Regions from separate parts of the Gossypium hirsutum genome. Here regions 1 and 2 are each linked to region 3. Evidence: chromatin contacts called from public Hi-C data. All regions are on one chromosome and are shown on one strand. Each heading gives the region's core, a stretch centred on a gene start, on an enhancer-like site or on the middle of the called end of the contact. The rest is flanking DNA. Distances are from core to core; before and after follow the strand shown. Region 1 holds the start of LOC107939078 (ABC transporter B family member 15). Region 2 holds the start of LOC107939079. Region 3 holds the start of LOC107939077 (probable prolyl 4-hydroxylase 7).

Region 1 (2,966 bases), core at 409-2,908, 170 kb before region 3:
TGTTCTAGCTCATTTTATAGAAAGCACTAAGGACGAAGCTAGAAATTTATTGTTAGGAGGTCAAAATAAAGTTGTAATAGTTTGGGGGCCAAAGATAAAAAGAAATTGCTTTAAAAAGGCTTCAATTTAATATTTTATAAATGCAAGGAACTAAAATAGCATTATACCAATTATCTAGGGGCCAAGGCTGCTTCCCTGAAAAGCACCATATTTAAATATTATATAGTATTTCAATTACTAATATTACATAAAATCTTAGAATAATTTTTTTCGATTTTCAAATATTATAAATTATGCTTCTCGTTACTATCTAAAATTTTTTTTATAACTATTGAAGTCTCAACATTTAGGAAATTATAATAAAATTATTCAATATTATGATATAAAAACATGAAATGATATTAATTTAGAAGAAGTGAAATAAGGAATCTTCAATTTATATTAAGAATAAGCATAATTTAAGTTTATTATTTTTGAATAAAAAATATTACTAACAAAATAACAAAAGTAAATATATATTAATTTGATTAATAAAAATGTAAAAAAAGTAAAACTAAAAAAAGTAATAAGTGATATATATTAAAAGTGTTATGAAAATGAAATTTTATTAGAATTAAATTGAAAAGGGGTAAAATATAAATTATAATTGTGAGGGACGAAATCTAATTTTAGATGATATAAGAATAATTTAATGTTGCAGTTTTACCCTTGTTTATCTTAAATAGCCTAAACAATAAGAATCGTCTTAAAATTTTGAGGGGGGTTGGGGCCCATGCCTGGCTACGCCCTTCTTTTTACTGTTTTGCATGTATGTTTTGGAAAAAAAAACGAAGAAAGACCTTGTTGATGTTATGAATGAACATGTCTGCAGTGAAAGCTGAAGAACCACCAAGATTGTTCATCAACTTGCTAGTAACAAGCAATACAAGAGGTGTAGAAAAACCATCACCAACGGCTCCGATGAAGCCAAGAGTCATCAACCACATATCTACATCATCCGCATGCATGAAAATTGACCTTATGGATCCGTTTATCTTCTTCAGTTTCTCCTTCTCATTACCCATTTTTTTTTCTTTTGAGAAGAAAATAAAAACAGGACCCAAAGAATCTCTAAACCACTTAGGATAGTACCGGGTGTTTCGTGCTTTTGCTTTCCTCCAAAACTAGTTGTCTTTTAAGACAAGTGAGAAGAGAAACAAGTGACAGGGTGATGCTTTTGGCCAAGTATTAAGAAAGAAACATGAGCAATGTCTTGTATATATAGCTATTCTTCGTGTTGTGTGGCTTTGAGTTGGTAGTGAAGAGTAAACCACTGAAAGGAAAAATAATAAAAAAGGGGTATATTTATATGGTTACTAAAATAGTAAAAAAAGAAAGTAAATAGACCATGGATGTTGAAACAGCAAACCGTCCACCGATTTTTACATAATTGGACCAGATTAACTTGGATCGGACCAAAAAAGCCCACTTTTAAAAACTCTAAGCTAGCCCAGCCCAAGTTAGTTAAAGCAAATGAAACAAAAAAGCCCTACCCTCTGTTCGCCTCTCCCCCTGCTCGCCCTCGCCTAACAAAGGGAAACTAAACACTACACGGAATACGGAGAATTGACCAGGAAATGTGAAAAGGAAAACTATTAGTAGTATAAAACTTGAAAAGTGGGTGCTGCATTTATGGGGAGAAAATAATAATGTTAAAAACTCGGTGGAAGATAGCTGTCAACCATTTAACCACTATCCTATTTTTAAAAAGAATATCATTTAATCAATTTTAAATAGTAATATAATAATTTATTTGACTCTCTAATTTTATGAAACAAATTATTTTAATCATTCATTTAATTTTAATCTGTCAACTATTTTTTTTGTCAAAACATCCTTAAATGGATAAAAAAGTTAACATATACTAAACTATACTAACGTGAAATTCACGTAATAGTCTACATGCATGTAGAGGTGTCCATGTGTTGGGTCTGTCTCAAAAAAAGATTTCGACCCGCGTCCTAGGCTCGGGCCTGGTCTGACCCGAAATATGAGTCTGAAATTTTGTCCAGTCCCAGCTCGAGAAAAAATTCTTAAGCACGAGTCGGGTCCGGCCCGGCCCATTTTTTTAATATACACCAAAAATTTATTTTAAAAATAAAAAATAATAAAAAAGTATTTTAAAATTAATAAAATTAAAAAAATATATTTATTATATTCGGGCCGGTCCGGCCAAAAAAGTGGTGCACGAGGCCCAGCCCGTTTTCTAAACCGGTCTAGTTTTTTTTGCCCAAACCCATATTTCGGGCCTATATTTTTACCCGAACCCTCCCATATTTCAGGTGGGCCATCGGGCCAGGCCAGGCCGCCAGACCCATGGACACCTCTACATGCATGTCATGCAAGCAATTATTTAAAAAATTTTAAAAAATGCTAAAATCTATTTAAAATTTAAGAAAATAATAGAAAATTGTTAAAATTTTTTTGAGAATTCAAAAAATTGTTAAAAATGCAAAAAGAATAAAAATTATTTAAAATTTATAGAAAATTATAAAATTTATTTAAAAAATTAAAAATTATTTAAAAAACAAGGCGGAAAAATTCCAAAACATATGAGAATAAGATGTCTCTGATGACATTTTGCAACTTTTCGAATATATTTAATAATCATTTTGTAATCTTTTGAAATTGAGTGATCAAGATGTAAATGTACTGATTTTAATGATCTTAGGTGCAATTTATCAGATTTAATTTTAGATATTATTTTTATTAAATTTTTATAAATTGTATATTTAAATTATAATCAAAGTTTAAGAGAATTATTAATGGCGGATATCCAAATCCGCAGCGATCCGAATCCCATATGGTAGCATCGAAACCATAATCTAAAACCTCTTTCCTCGTAACACTTAGAGGACCAAATCGGTGGCAGGAAGTTGAATAGGGATGACATTTGTTGCAGTTGAGGCGTGGAGACCCTTGTGCCG
Region 2 (3,049 bases), core at 281-2,780, 200 kb before region 3:
CGACAATTCATGTGGGAACCATAAACTGTTTGCCTACTCTCTGAATTCGACTGATCTATTCTTTTGTCCTTGAACTGTTGGTCAGCACTAGCACATTCAACCATTGTTTCAGATTTAGCAGGAGAATTCATGGGTGAGTTATGTTGACTGTCATCTGCACTCAAGGCATCTGCAACATCCTCCCAATTGTCTAGGCACCCATCCTTCTCTTCCTCACTGACACTTCCAGAACAAGAACCACTGCTACTGCCACTGCAGCTATGTACACTAATAGCTTCTTTCGTGTCATTATTTCCCAGATTGCTTTGAATGGGGCAGTTCATCAAGGACTCCAAATCACTTTCATGAATGCTCAGTGCATCTTCACTTTCCTCTTCCCTCAAATTTGTTTCCAAATTGCGCAATGATTTGTTCTGTTCATCAGCTCTCTTTGTGGAAAATGGAGGAGACCCAGCACACCCATTCAAATCCACTTTGCAGTCTTTGTTCTTTACTGCATTTGCAATCCGACTCCATTATGAGCACAACCAATTGAATTTACTAAAAATGCAGTAACTTGGTAATTTTTGCCAATCCAAACCCAAAAGCCATCTTAATAATTCACCTCATAAATAAGATAAAAATTGCTTCTTTCATATTAGTTCCTAGATCCCACCAGTAAATTTACCTTGGGTCAAAAGCTTTTTGCTTTTATCACAACTCTCTCCCTATAGTTCTTCTATGTATTTGATACTCAGAATGTGCATCCACCAACTTTCAATACTATAAAAATATTAAAAATGGTCAAAAGAAAAAAAAAAAAGGAAGAAGAAGGAACTCAACAAAACCATGTCGATAAAAATATGTAAGGCATTCATTTGGCTTAATAAAACGAAAAGAAAAACCCTAACGATAAGTACTCGAAATTCCCAATTTATTTTCCTATCACACGTCCAAAACCGCAACGTCCAATATAAGCGATTCATTCCTAACAATTAATTCTTTTTGTTCAAACAAATGCCCTTTCAATAATGCTCCATTCAGTTCTTTTAAAAAAAAAATCAATCTTTCTAGTTTCTATTGAAAGAATCACATTCAAAATAAAAATAATATAATAATTAAAAAAAATTACCTTGAGACAGCCATTGTTCACGCCTAACATCGAGCTTATACTGCTTCAATTTCGCCAATCTATTTGTCTAGATCACCAAAAAAAGAAGAAAAAAAACTTTCAAAATATGAAACTAATCTTAATCTACATTTCCTCATGAAACATACACAAATTATTTTTTTTTAAAATTACTCACTCTCTTCTTCTTAGAAGGGCAAGGCAGAGAAACATTGGAGGCGAAATCAGAAACCATGGTGAGAAACTGATACAATAAAATTTCTTTCGGGTGTTTGGCGAAGAGGAAAACAGTGTACGACGAAGAAGGAGATTAACGCCGGAGGAGAGAAATAACGGATTACCGGATAGAATGACGATCAAACGGCTGAAAATGGATAGAATGAGATACACACACAAACTCTGCATAGCCCTCCTTAGAATTGATTTCTTTCTATTTATATAAAAGTCTACTTACTATAATGCCCTTGCCATTTGAATTTTTTACCAAAATGTTTTTATGTTTTAAATAAAGAATTCTACTTTCAATAATGGTAAACTATTTTTTTAATGAAATTTTATATTTCACTACTTTGGCATCAGGTGGAAAATTAAATGAGAATATTTTTTTCTTATTGTATTATTAATATCTATTCATGGAAAATCTCTTTTTTTTATGACTATTTTCACTGAAAGCATTTCTTTTTTAAAACAATTCGCTTCTTTTTTACTCATAAATTGTGTGTCACAAGTCCAATTTTCTTGAATATTAAGTCTCTTTCTTTCTTTATCTTAAAATTTATTTTTAATTTAAAATTTAACCAAATTCCTAAAAGAATAAATAAATGAGAGAACTTATAGAATAACAAAAACTTTCAAAACATATTTGAAAATATAAAAAAATTTACAGGCCAAATTTTTAGGCTATTAATCTCACATGTGAAAGTAAAAATTAAAGAAGTTTCTCTTCTTTTCTTCGAAATGGGATGGTAGCAATAAGGTCTTTTGAATATGAAAAGGTTGAGTAAGAAATTTTAGTAAGTTTGGAGGGTATTTTAGGAAAATAATAAGATTATTAATTATTTGAATTTGGTTGAGTTGGCGTAAGAAAATAAGCATGTTCTTAAAAAGGCCACGTGGATAGTCCAGATTCGACAAATCTGTTAGCGCTAAATCATCATATGGGCCTATTTCCCAAATATCTTATCACACTTTATTTTTGGGCCAGACTACCGGAGTAGGAGCTATTACAGTCACTTGTTCCCATCCTTTTTCTGCTTCATTTTATAGGAATGCAGAAAACTTTGATCAAACTGTTGTACAGTGACTGCTACACTGGCAGCGTTAAAAACTAAACCATCGGAGAATTAATGGTTGATAATCGCATTTTAGCTTCAGTCAACGTGATGACAACGTTAAGAGGTCTCCACTTTTCTGCATTAGTCTTCATGGAAATGAAAACTAAAAGTAATAACAAATAAGAAAAAAAAACAATGTGAATTACACGAGAAAGTAATTAAGGAAGAGATGTTTGGGATATTCATAAGGTGTTCCTTTATGTATTGCATGAATGAATCCTTTGCCAGCAAAGGTGTACACTAGCGGCTATTTCATAACTCCACTCTTCCTTACGCTTATGCATTTCCCATATCAAGATTAGTCTGACCTCTATGACCCAATACATCCAATCCAATAAGTTTTTAGTATTTTTTCTTTTAAACAATAAAACGAAAAATCGACCTCAAATTCTTTTAAAATCAAATCACCATAAACAACTCTATATTGAAGTTGTTATATCCCAGATTAAATTAGTTTCTATTATTAAATAAATCAATATCATTTACCTTTAACAATGCGGATGTGAAAATTTGATGCACATTCCGTTAAGATTACTAGCCCTAACCCTTTATGCATTATTGTATATCGTGTTTAACAATTCAAATTTCTTTTTTTTTTATAAAATAC
Region 3 (2,930 bases), core at 397-2,896:
TTTGCAATGCCAATGAGAAAAAAGCCCATTCACAAGGGCTAAGATATCATAACAAAAAACAAATGCAAAAACCTACCAACTGGAAGGAAGGTCCATGCTGCAATCCTAGCTTCAATATCAGCGACTACTTCATCCTGCAAATGAAAAACAGAAGACACAGCATAAGCTTTTTAACTTCAAGGGGTCAACACATGCAATGCATTTCAAAACATAAGCATAGAATAAACAATCTCTAAACTTAATCAAACACATAACAAATGCTTGCATGAATGCACCGAGAGGTCCGAGACAGTAATTTTATGGCATCGATTTGACAAGACAGAAAATAGTGAGCGCCAATATGGAATAAGCTTTTCAACTGTTCATCAACAAGGAAATAGATACCTTGGCAAAGAACTGGCCACGCCAGAAAGTCTGAGTAAATCATGAGGGGAAAAGCAGAATCATACAGTGCATCATCGGTAATAAACTATCACCGAAAAGTTGGTTAATACAGAAAAAAGCAGAATATAATTTCTTACAGAGCATCAACAAAGAACTCCCAGCAATTCTGGCAGTAAGTGGTTCAAAACTTATAATTGTTTGGAAAACTTTGAAGTAAATGATCAAAATTATCAATATCAAATGCAAGTTCGAGAAAACAAAAGCATGCATTTCACAGTATACGTCAGCCAGATACTCCTTAGATCAAGATTCTATAAAGCCAGAAACTCTATCATTTCTTCAGAAACTACAGATTCCATTGCATGAAATTACATACCTTCAATTTAGCAAAAAGAAAAATCAAATGCAAGTGAAAGATCGGTTCTCACTCCTAAATCTATAATTTTAATCATAAATTCAACATTTGATGACGGACATTGCAAATAAAATAACAGCATTCCTCTCTTACACGGACGCACGCACGCACACACACACACACACACACACATATATATAACCCAATTAGATCACAGATTTAAGTTGAAAAAGAAAGAAAAAGACAATTTATATATACACCTGAGCTTTCTGAAGAAACATGCCAGAGCTGGTTCGAACTTCACTTTCGACGCTTTTACCTGATTCATTATCCGCCACCATTGATTTCTCTAACTTATCCTTGGCCTGAAATTAACACGATTTTGTTTAAAAATCAAATAATAAAAATAAAAATTTTCAAAAAAAGAAAAAAGAAAAGAAAAATTGTCGCTTACCAGAGTAATAAGGTGATCACATTCATCACTCGATAAAAATCCTTTGTAAATGAAAGCCCTGCAAATAGCAAAAAAGAAAAATAAAAAATTTCACAATTTTGAATAAATTAAACTGGAAAAAATGAAAGTAAATAAAAAGGAGAAAATAAATTTGCCTAGGGTGCCATGAGAGTTGAGTAACATGAGTCGGATCAAACGGAACCGAAGAAGTTCCTGTTTTCATTTTAAGAACCGATCCATTAATATCAGCCGAAACCAAACAAGACTGAAGGAAAATTAGAAGAAAGAATCCGAGAAAATGCTGAGAATCCATAAGAAAATGAAAACAAATATAATCGGCAATCCGTACTAGAATCGCAGAGATGAGACTTCGACTTTGAAGAGATTAGCTTTGTTTTTATTATTAGTTTTTAATATTTCATTTATTTTCTATTTAAGTGGGTATTTAATGGGCGCCCATGGGTTTTGTCGTGGAAGGCTTTTTTGATTGTTTTACTGGAAACGTTAAACGCGGAAAAAAAAGTGAATGTTTCTGGAAGCTTCTTCCTTTTATGACAAAAGAAATTAAACCAAAACGGTGCGTTTTACTTCTTTCCATTTTATAATTTTTCAAAGATTACGAGTCGAGTTTTAAACAGTATTTCTTAAAAAAAATTTATTTAGACAAAAATATATGGTTAACATGCATCTCTCAACGCAAGATTAGCATTCGTTTAATAGAATGATAGACAACATCATAACTATTCTCATCACCAGTATTGTTGAGCATGTTTGCCAACGAAAGGTTATCCATCTCTAGCAAAAGATATAGCATTTTTTTTTGCCAAAAATAAGGGTGATGTCGCACCATGAACTCTGAACATTGCAACGTCGTCATCTCAGAGAATGATGTCGTGACAAGCAACCACATATCATGACGCTGCCTAAGATTTTGACCACTTTACAATTTGATCTTAATTCATGCTCTTGTTAGCAAAAGAGCTTTCGTAAGCTCGCGTAAGACTTGAAATTTATTGTTTAGCGTAGAATATATGTGAATTACATTAATTAGCATGTGTGGATGGTTGCATGGTAAATGTGTGATTATAGTTGCTCCGACAATGATTGTAGCATCTCGTAACTTGGGCTTGATAGATGACATAATAATCTTTCAATCAATTTGCTCAATTTTGATTGGACTATAGACTACTTAGATTATCTACTAATATATGTAATAGCTTGTTTTGTAGTGGTACCGAAAACAATGATTTCGGAATCCTGTCTTCTGATGATTGAGTCAGTAAATATTATTAATTCATATTTACGAGTCTATTATAGTATTATATTGATTTTTGGCATAGTAATTTTATTGAATGGTTAGTAATTAAGGTACAATGATTAAATCATAAAAACTGTAAAAGTTAAGCGCTATTGATTTTATTTGTTAAAAGGGCTCAATAGTATAACATCAAGGCTTTAAATGGAAAATTAGTCATTTTAGAAAGGAATGGATGGTTAGCGAGCATTTTATAGTTAATTGTTGTTAAAATAATGTTAAATAATTATTATAATTTTAAAAACATAAAAGAAATTATCATCTTCCATTTTTTTTTCCTTTCCCACCTTTTGAAAACAATAGTAGGATGAAGAGAAGCCATTGTTGAATGCTCCAACATTCAGCCCTTCCATGTAAGTCAAACCGAGCCCCTTTTTCATAAATTTTATATTTTCTAGATCGTGGTAGCTCGATATAGCTAA

The links. Hi-C and Micro-C count contacts between places; a contact is called where the count stands out from the background.
Region 1: a contact with region 3 is called in a Hi-C map of leaf, with 2.9 times the contacts expected there. The contact joins the promoter of LOC107939078 here to the promoter of LOC107939077 in region 3. A contact is called at or near these places in 12 of 34 Hi-C or Micro-C datasets (callus, hypocotyl, leaf and 1 more).
Region 2: a Hi-C map of leaf shows a contact between it and region 3, with 2.1 times the contacts expected there. The contact joins the promoter of LOC107939079 here to the promoter of LOC107939077 in region 3. A contact is called at or near these places in 6 of 34 Hi-C or Micro-C datasets (hypocotyl, leaf and petal).

What each region holds. Positions count from the first base shown.
Region 1 is chrD04:9,140,416-9,143,381 of Gossypium_hirsutum_v2.1, reverse strand. LOC107939078 (ABC transporter B family member 15) reads right to left here and starts at 1,658. Exons shown (of 7, transcript XM_016872362.2): 1 at 840-1,658. The coding sequence starts at 1,064.
Region 2 is chrD04:9,178,285-9,181,333 of Gossypium_hirsutum_v2.1, reverse strand. It overlaps LOC107939079, which reads right to left and starts at 1,530. Exons shown (of 3, transcript XM_016872363.2): 1 at 1,287-1,530; 2 at 1,112-1,178; 3 at 1-493. The coding sequence starts at 1,343.
Region 3 is chrD04:8,974,739-8,977,668 of Gossypium_hirsutum_v2.1, reverse strand. LOC107939077 (probable prolyl 4-hydroxylase 7) reads right to left here and starts at 1,646. Exons shown (of 7, transcript XM_016872361.2): 1 at 1,349-1,646; 2 at 1,194-1,251; 3 at 1,000-1,104; 4 at 77-134. The coding sequence starts at 1,506.